Regions from separate parts of the Sus scrofa genome. Here all the other regions are linked to region 3. A link is a contact called in public Hi-C data. All regions are on one chromosome and are shown on one strand. The core of a region is the stretch at or near the end of the contact, and the rest is flanking DNA. Distances in the headings are between cores, read along the strand shown.

Region 1 (4,079 bases), core at 354-2,853, 400 kb before region 3:
CCTATAGTGCAGGTGTGGCCATAAAAAGAAAAGGAAAGAAAAAAAAAAAAAAAACTCAAAATGGATCAATGACCTCAAAAGATAAAACTACCAAAAACTTCTAAAAGAAAATATAAGGGTAAATTTTCATGACCTCAGATTTAGCGATGGACAATCAGATATGACACCAAAGTCAAGAACAACAAAGGAAAAAATAAACTGGACTTCATCAAAATCAGTAACTTCTGTGCATCAAAGGAATTTTATCAAGAAAGTGACAAGACAAGCTACAGAATAAAAGCAAATATTTGTATATCATCACTCTGATAAGCGTCTAGTATCCAGACCATATAAAGACCTCTTAACCCAACAAGAAAGACAGCCCAATTAAAAAGTGGGCAAAGGGCTTGAACAGACATTTCTCCAAGGAAGAAATACAGGTGGCCAATAAATATAAGAAAAGACGCTCAGTATCCCTAGCCATTAGGGAAACACAAATCAAAACAATGAAATACCATTTCCTAACAACTAGGAGGGCTACAATTAAAAAAAAAAATAGGAAAATAACAGGTGTTGATGAGGATGTGGAGAAACTAGAGCCTTCATACATTGCTGGTGGAATGTAAAAAGGTGCAGCATTTTGCAGAAAACTTTGTAGGGTCCTCATAAAGTTAAAAGATAGAATTATCTAGCAATTTGGAAAAGGACTCAGCTATTCCACTCCTAGGTATCCACTTGAAAGAAGTGAAAACATGTATTCAAATCCTCATATACAAATGTTCACAGTCACACTATTCACAATAGCCAAAAGGTGGAAACAACCCAAATGTCTGTCGATGGATGAATGGATAATCAGCGTGAAATATTACTGGCCATTAAAAAGAAGGACGTACAGATAAATGCTGCAAGACGGATGTGTATCTTACAGATACACAAGGTCACATACTGTGTGATGCCATTTATATGAAATACCCAGAAGAGGGAAATCCTAGAGACAGAAAGGAGATTGGAGATTTGCAGGGATGAGGAGGAAGGTGGTGATATGGGAGGGACTGCTTTATGGGTACAAGGTTTCCTTTTGAGGTGATGCAAATGTTTCAAAACCTGACAGCAGCCCTGGCTGCAGGAGAGATCCTGAAGATACTCAATGCCAACGGATGACACGTTTAAATAATGTGGATTCCACCGCCGTAGAAAACATTTAATTAAAGAAGAGCGTGTACAAGAGAAATGCCCAACCCACACCCATTAGACCTTCCCCTCTGGACCTGGGTTAACCAAAAGCTGATCAGCAATCCGAGATCTGTCCAGTGGAGGAACTACCTCTCTCTGCTGAGGGAAGCCTGGACCACAGACATCACGATAGAATCAGAAAGGGATGAAAAAGCGTGTGGTGCCACAGGGACACACACAGCCGATTTGGGGCATTTTTTAAACCAATTTAAGTCATAAAGCAAAGCTCACTCACCCTCACGATGATGCCCATGCGTTTGCTCTCGTAGGTGAAAGGGAAGATCTGCAAGATGGTGAAGTTCAGGATCTGGTCGCCAGGGGTCCTCAGCTGCATGGACGACTGGTCGCGGCCCACAAGCGTTAAGCCCACACTCTCGGTCCACTGCACCAGGGCCACCTAAAAGGGAGAAGGGTCGAAGGTCAGACATACAGCCGTGGGTCCCTGTTCACAGGTCAAGCAAATGAACGCAACGGTGGACAGAGGAGCAGAGACGGGTGGCGTGAGCAGTGCCCAGTGACAGCCCAGCAAAGGCTCCTCTGGTCCCGCCGGAGCTCCGCGCTTACAGCTGCCTTCTCCAGGCCCAGTAGCGGGCCACATGCCAGAGCCGCTGCAGAGAGAGACGCACGGGTTCAAGCTGATCCGTGCAAGCACGGAGCAGGACTGGAAGAATCTGCACCAGGCGGACGGCAACTATCGGGAAGGGCGGAGGTGCAGCCGGCTGGGACCGGTGCCGCCCGCGTCAGGCTCTCCGTAGCACTTCGGGCACACTCCGCCGGGAGGGAGTCCACAGCAGTCCTCCACTGGGCAATCCGGCCCCCCAAGGGCCACGTGGCAACGTCTGGGTCATTTTTAGTTGTCCCAACTGGGGAGGGGGTATCTGCTACTGGCATCTCGTGGGTGGAGCCAGGGATTCTGCAAAACATCCTCAACACGCAGGACAGCCACCACCACCGAGAGCCACCACATCGCAAATGGCAGCACTGCTGAGGACAAGGACGCCAATCTGCAGGGAGGGGGACACTGAGGCTCGGAGAAGCTTATTACCGGGGCCTGGGGTGATGGGCCGAGGAAACAGCCAGGCCGGGTGAGACCCCGGGTCTACCCGGCACAGTCCCGCCCCCCAGAACCCTCCGCACTTCTGGACGCGCGGTTTCCTTGCCGGCTGGGAGGGACTTTCTCACAGCCTGAGCAAGGCTCGCTTCACTTCAGGTCAAAGGCATGGAGGAAGCAAATTGCACGACAGGGGCCAAGCTGGTCAGGCCAGAGGTGGAGAGGGCCAGGTGGGGACTGCACGGGGGCGGCAGGGGGGTAGACAAGAGCCCCATCGGACGGAGGCTGCGAGAATGCGGCTCCAGGCTGGCCAGAGCTTCCAGTTTCTCAGGAAAAGCCAGAAATGTGACCTTGTGCCTGAGATCTCGAACTTCTAAATGTGAGCAATGAAGCTGCATGCCTTAAACACCTATGAAGAAAGAAAATAAATCGCTGTCCACAGAGGCATCTGGTCTGGGTCTTCAGACAAAGAAGCAAACAGCAGTGGGAAAGGTGGGGGCAGAATGGGGAGCTGGGGAGGGGAGCCCACCAAGCCCTCACCCGCACTGCCACCTGGAGGGGGGCCCTCCGGGCTGGGCCTGGGGGAGGCGGGGCTAAGTATGAAGATCCTCCGGTGTGGGGACCAGCTGCAGGACAAGGTCATCTGCTTACTGGTCAGAACAGCGCACGGAGGCAGGAGTGAGCAGCCGGCTCTACCTGAGGGATGAAGAAACACTCAGACAAGGTGAGACGAGCGGCTCTCAGCGGGCTGAGATGAGATCCGATCCCAGGTCTAGCTGACCCAAGTACGAGGCCCAAGGCCAAAGGCAAACCCGGGTCCCGCAGACGCCCGTCCTCCAAACAGAGGCGCATGCACCTCGCTCGTCCTCAGTGCCTGCCCGGCCACCGCTGGCTCACGTCACCGTTAGATAGTTGATGAGAGGCATGGCAGGCAGAGGAACAGCCCCCAAAGATGCCCACAGCCTAATGCGCACTGAGCTCCACCTCCAAAAAAGGGGCTAATCAAGTAATGGTCAATTATTTGGGGTTATTTGGGGGGGGGTGCTATTAACCTGCATAATCTTTGGAAACTCATTCTCTGTTTAATCTAACCACTCTGAATTTCAACATGACATGTCTTCTCTGCTAACAATCTTCTTTCAGAGTTTAAAATGAACAAATCTGGGAGTTCCCGTTGTGGTGCGGCAGAAACAAATCCGACTAGTATCCATGAGGATGCAGGTTCGATCCCTGATCAGTGGGTTGGCACCTGGCATTGCCGTGAGCTGTGGTGTAGGTTGAAGATGCAGCTCGGCATCTTCTAGGCCAGCAGCTGTAGCTCCGATATGACCCCTAGCCTGGGTACTTCCATATGCTGCGGGTTTGGCCCTAAAAAGCAAATAAGTAAATAAAAGTAAAATAAAATAAAATGAACAAATCTAGGAGTTCTCTGGTAGCCTAACAGTTAAGGATCCAGTGTTGCCACTGCTGTGGTATGGGGTTCAATCCCTGGCCCAGGAACTTCTGCATGCCCTGGGTGTGGCCAAAAAAATAAACTAAAATGAACAAATTTGTAAACATCAGTATATGTAAAATAATCCCATCTGTATATATAAAAAAAACTTGGGTATATGCATTAAAATGCTTATAGGATTAAGAGAAATTACTTCTGGCTTTTATTTTTCTCTGTACTACTAAAATATTCTAGCAACTACATGCATGTTTTATTTTTAATTGTGATTAAGTAAATGTCCCAGCACAAGATAACACACACACAGGTATCTGCCAGCCCCAAAAGCTTGACTAAATTTACCCCTTCCTTTACAGACCCGTTTAG
Region 2 (4,274 bases), core at 925-3,424, 340 kb before region 3:
TTGCAGCTGCTAGGGAGCCTGCTCTATATGACTATGATCAGACCACACGACTCTTGCCGGCTGTTTATCTGGATAATAGGAGCTGACATTAAACACTAATTCTGTGCTAAGTGCTGTATAGATACGGACACGCTGGTGGCTTCACTCGCGCCCCTCTACGGCCCCAGAAGATCCCATCTCTAGTTTTCTGACAAGGACAGGGGGCTCAGAGACGCCCCACCTTCCGGGAGCCCACAGTTAGAAGAGGCCAGCCCCAAGAGTCCACGCCCAGCGACTCCAGAAGATGGAAGAAAGAACAAGGAGATCCGATCGACTCGAAAAACATTTACTGAGCGTCAGGTCCTAGGAATTCAAAGATCAAAGACAGTCCTCCCCCCCGTGAAAAAGCTCACGGTCTCGGAGAGGAATCGGCAGGCCTGTCCGGGGAAGAGCAGGACAGGAGGCGGTGTGGCTCTGCAGGCCAACAGGCGGCCTCGGCATTCCCAGCAACTTCCTCCCCAAAGCCAACAGTCTTCGTGTGTGTGTGTGTGTATCTTACTTTTGTCTTATTTTTTATTTTCCTGTCTTTTGTCTTTTTTAGGGCCGCACCTGCAGCATGGAAGTTCCCAGGCTAGGGGTCGAATCGGAGCTACAGCTGCCAGCCTACACCACAACCACAGCAACGCGGTATCCGAGCCACATCTGTGACCTACACCACAGCTCACGGCAACGCCCGATCCTTAATCCACTGAGTGAGGCCAGGGATCGAACCTGTAGCCCCATGGATGCTAGTCAGATTTGTTTCCACTGAGCCACAATGAGAACTCCTGTACATTTATATGTTAAAACGTAAGAGCTGTTCTTGGTTCCTGGACTGTATCAAACAAAAAGAAAGGTGGTGAACTGACTTGGCCCACTGGCTACAGTCTCCAAACCCAAGAGCTGGTAAAAAAGACAGCCAGACAGATGCTGTTAGTGCAAAATAGCATATGAAGCGATGGAGTGAGTCCAGTGCATGAAGGGAGCAGAGGAAGGAGACCTCGCCCTCTGAAGGCGGACAGGGAGCAGGGCCCGGCACAGAGAAGGCTCTGCACTCACCACTCAAGCACCGTTAACTGGCACACCTGCTGGAGGCCAGGCCTTCTAAGGGTGGGGACACGTGGGACGCAGCTGGAGCGGAGGGAAGGCAGCAATAGACAATAACGAATGAACAGGCCAGGGGTGGGGGGGTGTCAGCAAGTGCTTTACAGGAGAGTCCGGGTCAGCTTTAACCAGATGGCGGATACTGGTTACCAGCATCAGGTAAAAGGAAGGCACAAGATGGGAGAAACGGATGAGTACACGTGTGTGCACCTGCAGACCGGAAGCACCGCGTGGAAGAGGAAGAGATGAGGGGCTGGTGGGGCCAGGTGGTCCCGCATCCGGGGAACAAGCCTATCAAGGAGGTGCGTCTTGATCCTGTCGATGAGTCAAATTCCCATACAAGGGAGCAACAGCATTAAAACTCTTCATGTTATGGGCGTCTCATAATAAGCCCATTTAACTTATAAACATTCAGCAGAGAGAGGAAACACAGTAACGACCCTCAGTCCTCCTCGATAAAACAGATGTCCCAGAGCAAGGGTGACCGGGAGTCAGGAATCTCCTGTCCCTCACCGTGGACTCCTTCATTCAACCCATACCCAGCATCCACCACCTGGGAACTGGCGGGAGTTTCTTTAGGGTTAAATGGAACTTAAAGACGCTAATGAAATAATCGCAGTGTGCAACTCTGGATTTTTAGGATTTTCCACACTATTGGACACTTTTCACCTAATTTAATGCCGTGGGTCATTTTAGCAATTCCCCACTGTTGGGCTGTGGCAAAGCATTCCACTGACTTCCAGAAAGCCCACGGCCGATGGCATGAGCTGGATGACCCTCCACTGCTCGCAAGATGTTTAAATCCTCCCCGTTAGAGCAGCTCCCAGTACGAGGTCAGCTTGTGATAGAGTCTCGCCTTCCTAAAGCACAACTCAGACCCAATGGCCTGAGCCTGGGCACCCTCACGAGAGACCCATCAGCCTCAACCGTCCACAACGTCAAAGCCTTTACAGAAGGAATGCAGAACAAACGCCAACCCTAGGAGGCGGCTCCTCAGAAATGGCGAAAGGAACAGTGAGCCAGATGCACAGAACTATGTTCCTGCCAGAACAATTCCTCTTGTCCCACTAGGGGGCAGCAGGACAAACACACACAGACACACGGTGCTTTCGGGGGAGCCATCAGGGCCTTCCTCGAAGGAAGCTCGTAAATTCAGCGTGGCCCCCTGCGCCGGCGAACTTTCCCTTCCCCTGGGCTCCCCTCAACTTTCCCAAACATAAATTTACACGTTGTCTTGGGGTTTATGACCGAAATTTATGCTGGTGGCCTGACCCAAATCATCAGTGAGCCTGTGTTCTGATCTTTCAGAGCTACTTACGGGATTTCTCTTAATATTGAGCCCTAAGAAGGACACTGTTATACTGCTTATGAAATAATAACCGCTATGGATACGTGTGTGTTAGGGAGACAGAGGCCAAAACCAGGGGGCTTAGACTGAAAGGGTTAATGGGGATTGTTTCTGAGAAGAAAGGAGATCAATCCTTTTCTTTGGCATACCTCCTTTCTGAATTCTTCAAGGATTTTTCTAAAATAAGCATGAGCTGCTCTTCCAATAAGAAAAACCTATACAATAAATTAACGTTGCTCTAACTTTTAAGTGGCTGGGCCCAGATTTTCCCTTCTACGACGGAGTCCTGATTTATGATCTCGGTTCATCTGAACTCTGCCTCTCTGTCCATCTGCTCTACCTCAACCAAAAAAACCTTTCATCTGCCGTATTTGCAGAGCAGTGTCTGACTCACCCCAGCAGGCCGATCCCTCCCACAAACGCTCCTACTGTAACGGGCCGTCGGGCACCCGGATGCCGGCTCCATCTCAGGAGCCACGCCGCCACAAGGTCACGGGCGTTTCTCAGCCACGGCTCCCTCTTTAGCAGCTTGGTGCTCGGCGGGCATAAGCCTCAGCTCCGCAGCCTCCACAACCACAACGGGAGACCCTCAGACTACTGAGCAAACACACGAGTGGGTCCCGACCTTCGTAAATTTGGACTTCCAGGACCACGGTGACATTTCTGGGTGATCAAAAATGTGACGTTTGGGCCTGTATGTAGGACACGCGTTTAGTGGGTATCGGTGTGCCTGTGTGTCCTTTCTGAGAAAAGACAGAAAAGCCCAGAAGCATGAAAGGAGGCAGAGCGGCAGGAAGGAAAGACAAGGGATGCAGACACCGCTACCGGCGTCTAGCGTTCATCTGACAAAACGCCCGTCTCCGAGGAAGCGGCAGGTTGGTGGGAAGGCACAGCCGGGGCAGGAGGAAGAGGAGGCAGAGAAAGCGGACTGCAGTGGGCACTGAAGGGCCCGACCGGCAGCCGCTGGGATGAACTCCTGGAACAAGACAACTCTTGAGACTGTGGAGGAGGCCCCCCCCCACGATTTCTAGTCTCATGCGAACCACCGTTCTGAGTCTTCTACCGACGTCCTTGCACAAAAAGGAAGAACAAGAAACTCTCGCACTCTGGCAGAGCTTCCCAGCGTCCCAGTAAAGGAATACGAGAAATGAAAAAGAGCTTTTCCCGTCGTGGCTCAGTGGTTAGTGAATCTGAATAGAAACCATGAGGTTGCAGGTTCAATCCCTGGCCTCGCTCAGTGGGTTAAGGATCTGGTGTTGCTGTGGCTGTGGTGTAGGTCGGTGGCTACAGCTCCGATTTGACCCCTAGCCTGGGAACCTCCATATGCCGCGGGAGCAGCTCAAGAAACGGCAAAAAGACAAAAAAAAAGAAAAGAAAAATAGCATATTGATAGCAATTATCACCTACCTCGAAAGAGGCACTCTCCCTACAGTCCATTACCTGGTGGTTGGAAGGACATTCGCTCCCAGCCCCACAAGGACAAACTTCTCAAGCACTCCTATTGTTTCTGTTTTGTTTTGTCATTTACCCTAGAGATTCCCAAGCACTCCTATTTATTTATTCTTTTACTTACTTTTTGTCATCTACCCTAGTTAACTCCTAAAACTGCCAGAAGCAGCACGCCTCTCGGGCCTGTGACCCGCGTATTCACCCAGATGCGCCCCCGCGTGGATGAGTGACTCCTGTCTTCCTCTAAAATTCCTCCCCACTTTTGCACAAGGGAGCCCATATTTTCCTTCTGCACTGAGCCCCACAAAGCACGCAGCTGGTCCCGAACAGCAGTGAACACACGCAGTCACATCTT
Region 3 (4,086 bases), core at 970-3,469:
GGACCAATATCCAGACAGAGCAGAGGGAGCCTCAAACAAAGCCCTGATACAATAGAAATGCTCGTGTATAGTGTGCTGGGTGTTCAGGACCCGTGCCAGTGTTTCACAGTCAAGTCATCTCCAGCCTTCGAGAGCCTATGTTACTGCTTATGGGCAAAAAACACTCACAACCCAGCATCTCCTTCCAGGTGTTAACTCAGCACAAGCTACTCTGGAGCCATGATTTCCTGGCACCCTTTGCAACAGCAGTGGTGGATGATCAGCCAGGTAGCTTGAGGGAGCTGAACAGAAGTTTTATGTGCAAATTTCCAGCCATGGTGAAGGGACAGAGGGTGGCCTCCTCCTACCCTGGCTGGAGTTTAAACTGCTAGCACCTTGGACTGCGTGTTGAAATGTGGGGGTGGGGGTGAGAAGAGCGAAACCAAAATGCCCCATGTCATAAAAATCACAGTCGTAGTTCTTGGTTCTTCCCCACTGCCACCTGCAGCCCAGCAAAATGAGGAAAGGACACATAAGCGAGTCAATTTTTGTCATCTTAAACCAGTTGATTTTATCATTCAGCCCAATGCCTAAAATGGCCCATTTTACAGATGAGCAAATAGAATCTGAGGTACGATCTCTAGCAGGATGTCAATCAGATAGTAGTGCCAGAGGCAGGGCTATTCTTACCCGCTTCCTCCTCAACCCTGTTACTTTTTAACAAAACAAGGCTCTTTTGGGATTGTTCTGTCTTCACCCTACTCAGATCAACTCTAACAAAGTGGGTTGTTTTTGTTTTGTTTTGTTTCTCTTGACTGGAGACCCAGCCTAGTACTTTGGTTAAAAATGTGGACTCTGGAGCTACACTTCTGGCCTGAAACTTAACTCTGGGCTAGAAGTTTCTTCACCTTCCTGCTTCAGTTTCTGTATTTGAACAAGAGCCAGAGACGAGGGTAAGGAGGTTGAAGCAATCCTCTCTGCTGCCCATACAAAGTGGTGCCTAAATCACAGATGTCCCTAAGTATTTTAACACGATTTTTCTAAAAATCAAACATAATGCAGAAAAATCCACAATGAACACAATCAGAATCTGACAGATTGGACCAAGGCTGCCCAGGCCAACTTTTTTTTTTCCCCTTTTCTAGGGCCACTTCCCGTGGCATATGGAGGCTCTCAGGCTAGGGGTCCAATTGGAGCTACAGCTGCTGGCCTACGCCAGAGCCACAGCAACTCGGGATCCAAGCCTCGTCTGTGATCTATACCACAGCTCATGGCAACGCTGGATCCTTAGCCCACTGAGCAAGGGCAGGGATCACACCTGCAACCTCATGTTCCTAGTCGGATTCGCTAACCACTGTGCCACGACGGGAACTCCTGCCCAGGCCAACTTCTAATAAAACTTTGTTTACAAAAACAAAGTAACTGACCTGCAGGCCACAGTTTGCTGAGTGAAAAAGCACTGCTTTAAAATAGTCGATGACTGAGTTTTCAGTGCCCTTGTCTCACTCAGGTTCCAGTCGTGGACGGCACCAGGAGGAGTGAGGAGTTAACGCAGGTCAAGTTCTTGGCCCAGGGCCCGGCTCAGAGTCAGGACCCACATCAACAGAGCAACGGGATTGGAGGCGCATCTTTTTCTTTTGGAAATTAAATTCAGGGACAAAGGTAGGCACGTTCTACAGCGTTTAGAAGGCAGCTCAGAACCTTCAGTAGAGGACAGCAAGAGAGTGTCACTTGATTTCTGGACTCTCTGCTGGAGATTCTACAGCTGCACCGAAAAAGAATGGAAAGGAGACAGCGTTTCTCAATGCCTCGCCTGGAACCCATCTGCCTCTTGCACGAGGCTGCCCCTTCCTAGAAGGGACCCCAGGAAACCTGGAATTCTCAGTATTTCTCCCATCCTACCTTGTTGCTTGCCTTCAATAGCCCAGCTCAGGGGGTCAGCAAAAGATGGTCTTCCAACTCACAGCCTGTTTTTTTGTAAATACAGTTTTACTGGCACACGGCCACACCCACTCACTTACCTACTCTCTGCGGCCGCTTCAGTGACAGTGGCAGAGCTGAGGGATGGTGCTACAGAGGCCAACAGAGTGGAAGAGTTTCGACTGAGACCGAGCCCAGCAAAGCCCCAAATATTTACTATCTGGCACTTAACTAAAAAAAAGTTCCCTGGCCTCTAGTCCAGGTGACGTCAAACTGCAAACATACTCATTCATCAATTTCCCCTTTCAGATCCACAGCGACCTTGGCAGAACGGAAGAGGGCAGAGAAACGCTGCCTTTCTGGTCCTGTGCCATGTCAGCGGCCTCTTAGCTATTACGGCTTTTTCCCAGTTTTATTTGGTGATTAGCTGTGTATTTATTTACTTATTTTTATTTATTTTTGCTCTTTAGGGCCACACTCACGGCATACGGAAGTTCCCAGGTGAGGGGAACTACAGCTGCCGGTCTACGCCACAGCGACGCGGGATCCGAGCCGCGTCTGCGACCTCCACCACAGCGCACGGCAACGCCGGAACCCACGGAGCAAGGCCAGGGATCGAACCCGAAACCTCCTGGATACCATTCGGATTCCTTTCCACTGCGCCACAATGGGAACTCCTAGCTGTGTCTTTTCAGTCTCCTCCGAGCACTGTTAGCCCGTTCACGCTCCCATTTCCTGAATGATTTTTTTGCTGTGTTGGAGCACATTCTTTTTCTGTCTGCTTGCCTTGGCGCACAGAGTTTCGTCAGAAAAGAGAACTTAGGGCTCCATAATGCCCCACGTATTTAGCAATTGGTCCTAAACATTGTGCAGACCTCTCTGGGCGTTCACGTCTGCTAGGTCAAACCTCTAGGTGACACCAGTGTGGACCCAAGACCCTTGAAGTCTATACAGCGGTGAAAAAAGTGCCTTCTAAAAGGGCTGCTATTGTTCCTGTTTATCTGAAGAGCCATAACACCCGAAGTACAAGGAACGTTTTTATGATTTCGATCTATGGGTTCCCACTTGAAAGGTCAACAGCCCTCTGTTACTAGAACAGAAACACAGATAAGACTCATGACAAACGGCAGAAAGGGGACAACAGAATGCGTACGATGCACCAGAATTCAATAACCAGACACTTGCGAACAACCGAAAATAGTTCCAAAACCAAGAAGCGGTAACTTCGACCGAGGGTCTCTGCCGTCATCTCTGCCTTTTCTTCTTACATGAAGATTCAACAGTGTGTTATCACGCGGCCAAGGTCAAACATAAATGGAATCAGATTTGTTCAAACAGTTTCTAAAATAAGCTCTGGACCTCTTACTATTCCCTAAGTAAAATAGTCCCCCGTATACAATTTATAAAAAAAATTTTGTTTTTACATCTTTTCCTCATGTATCAAAAACAACGGGATCTATTCAGTGTTTTAAAAGCACAGACATTTAGCTTGCTGAGGGCACATAAGAACTTGTATTAAACAAAGACTGTATTTGAAGAAAAGAACAAAGCAACTTTGGATAAATTATATACCCACTGGCTGGCATTCCACAGCCACCTCTAAGTTCTCATCAAGTAAAGTGTCCATTTTACAAGAGGTCTGGGGTTTCATTTGTTTGTTGGTTCAGCAAACACCGAATGCTTACTGTGACCAAAGACACCAGTTCCGGGCTTTCCTACACATCACATGTCCCAGAACCAAGCCCAGGACCCACTGGGCCCTTGGTCTCTTCTTTACGAACACAAGTACACAAATGTGGAATTTTCACAACACACAATTACAGGCTGCACTAGTGTTAGCTTGATCTTTGGCGCCACCTACAGATCAAACGGCATTTCGCTTCTCTGGGGCACCAAGACATGAAGAAATCTTCCGTGCATTTCTAAGGAAATTACTAAGGGGCGGGGCGGCACTGGCGACCCCCACTGCCACCATAACCTGTCTATGGGAGAACATAAAAGTGGGCTGTCCCTCTTTCATCCTTCTACAAACGAGTCTGCCTTTTTATTTTAAGACAACAGATAAAAGGAACCACACAAAAATGCGTAAGGCATAAACCACCACGTAGGTCAGGAAACCGAACTTTTCTGGCCACCCCAGACCCCACCATCACCCAGACCTTTCTGGCTCTACACATCAGAGTAGTG

What was found. A called contact is a pair of places that touch in the nucleus more often than the background predicts.
Region 1: a Hi-C map of fetal liver shows a contact between it and region 3, with 3 times the contacts expected there. The contact joins two enhancer-like sites. A contact is called at or near these places in 1 of 5 promoter capture datasets (liver), 19 of 47 Hi-C or Micro-C datasets (brain, embryonic fibroblasts, epiblast stem cells and 12 more) and 2 of 2 datasets of contacts at active chromatin or transcription factors (alveolar macrophages and skeletal muscle).
Region 2: a Hi-C map of fetal liver shows a contact between it and region 3, with 2.9 times the contacts expected there. The contact joins two enhancer-like sites. A contact is called at or near these places in 1 of 5 promoter capture datasets (liver) and 19 of 47 Hi-C or Micro-C datasets (alveolar macrophages, brain, embryonic fibroblasts and 11 more).

What each region holds. Positions count from the first base shown.
Region 1 is chr17:52,972,753-52,976,831 of Sscrofa11.1, forward strand. It overlaps ATP9A (ATPase phospholipid transporting 9A (putative)), which reads right to left. Exons shown (of 28, transcript NM_001114672.1): 15 at 1,448-1,609. Among named protein-coding and RNA genes, the nearest start is that of NFATC2, 85 kb to the left of the region's middle. Within about 2 kb of position 1,604, at least 6 of the 83 cell types and tissues checked have an H3K27ac peak or open chromatin away from gene starts, as enhancers often do. A contact at or near this core is called in fetal liver, where this site is marked.
Region 2 is chr17:53,022,552-53,026,825 of Sscrofa11.1, forward strand. All of the region lies in intron 4 of ATP9A (ATPase phospholipid transporting 9A (putative)), which reads right to left. Among named protein-coding and RNA genes, the nearest start is that of ATP9A, 48 kb to the right of the region's middle. Within about 2 kb of position 2,175, at least 7 of the 83 cell types and tissues checked have an H3K27ac peak or open chromatin away from gene starts, as enhancers often do. A contact at or near this core is called in fetal liver, where this site is marked.
Region 3 is chr17:53,367,317-53,371,402 of Sscrofa11.1, forward strand. It overlaps a transcript of ZFP64 not described here. Among named protein-coding and RNA genes, the nearest start is that of ZFP64, 90 kb to the right of the region's middle. Within about 2 kb of position 2,220, at least 3 of the 83 cell types and tissues checked have an H3K27ac peak or open chromatin away from gene starts, as enhancers often do. A contact at or near this core is called in fetal liver, where this site is marked.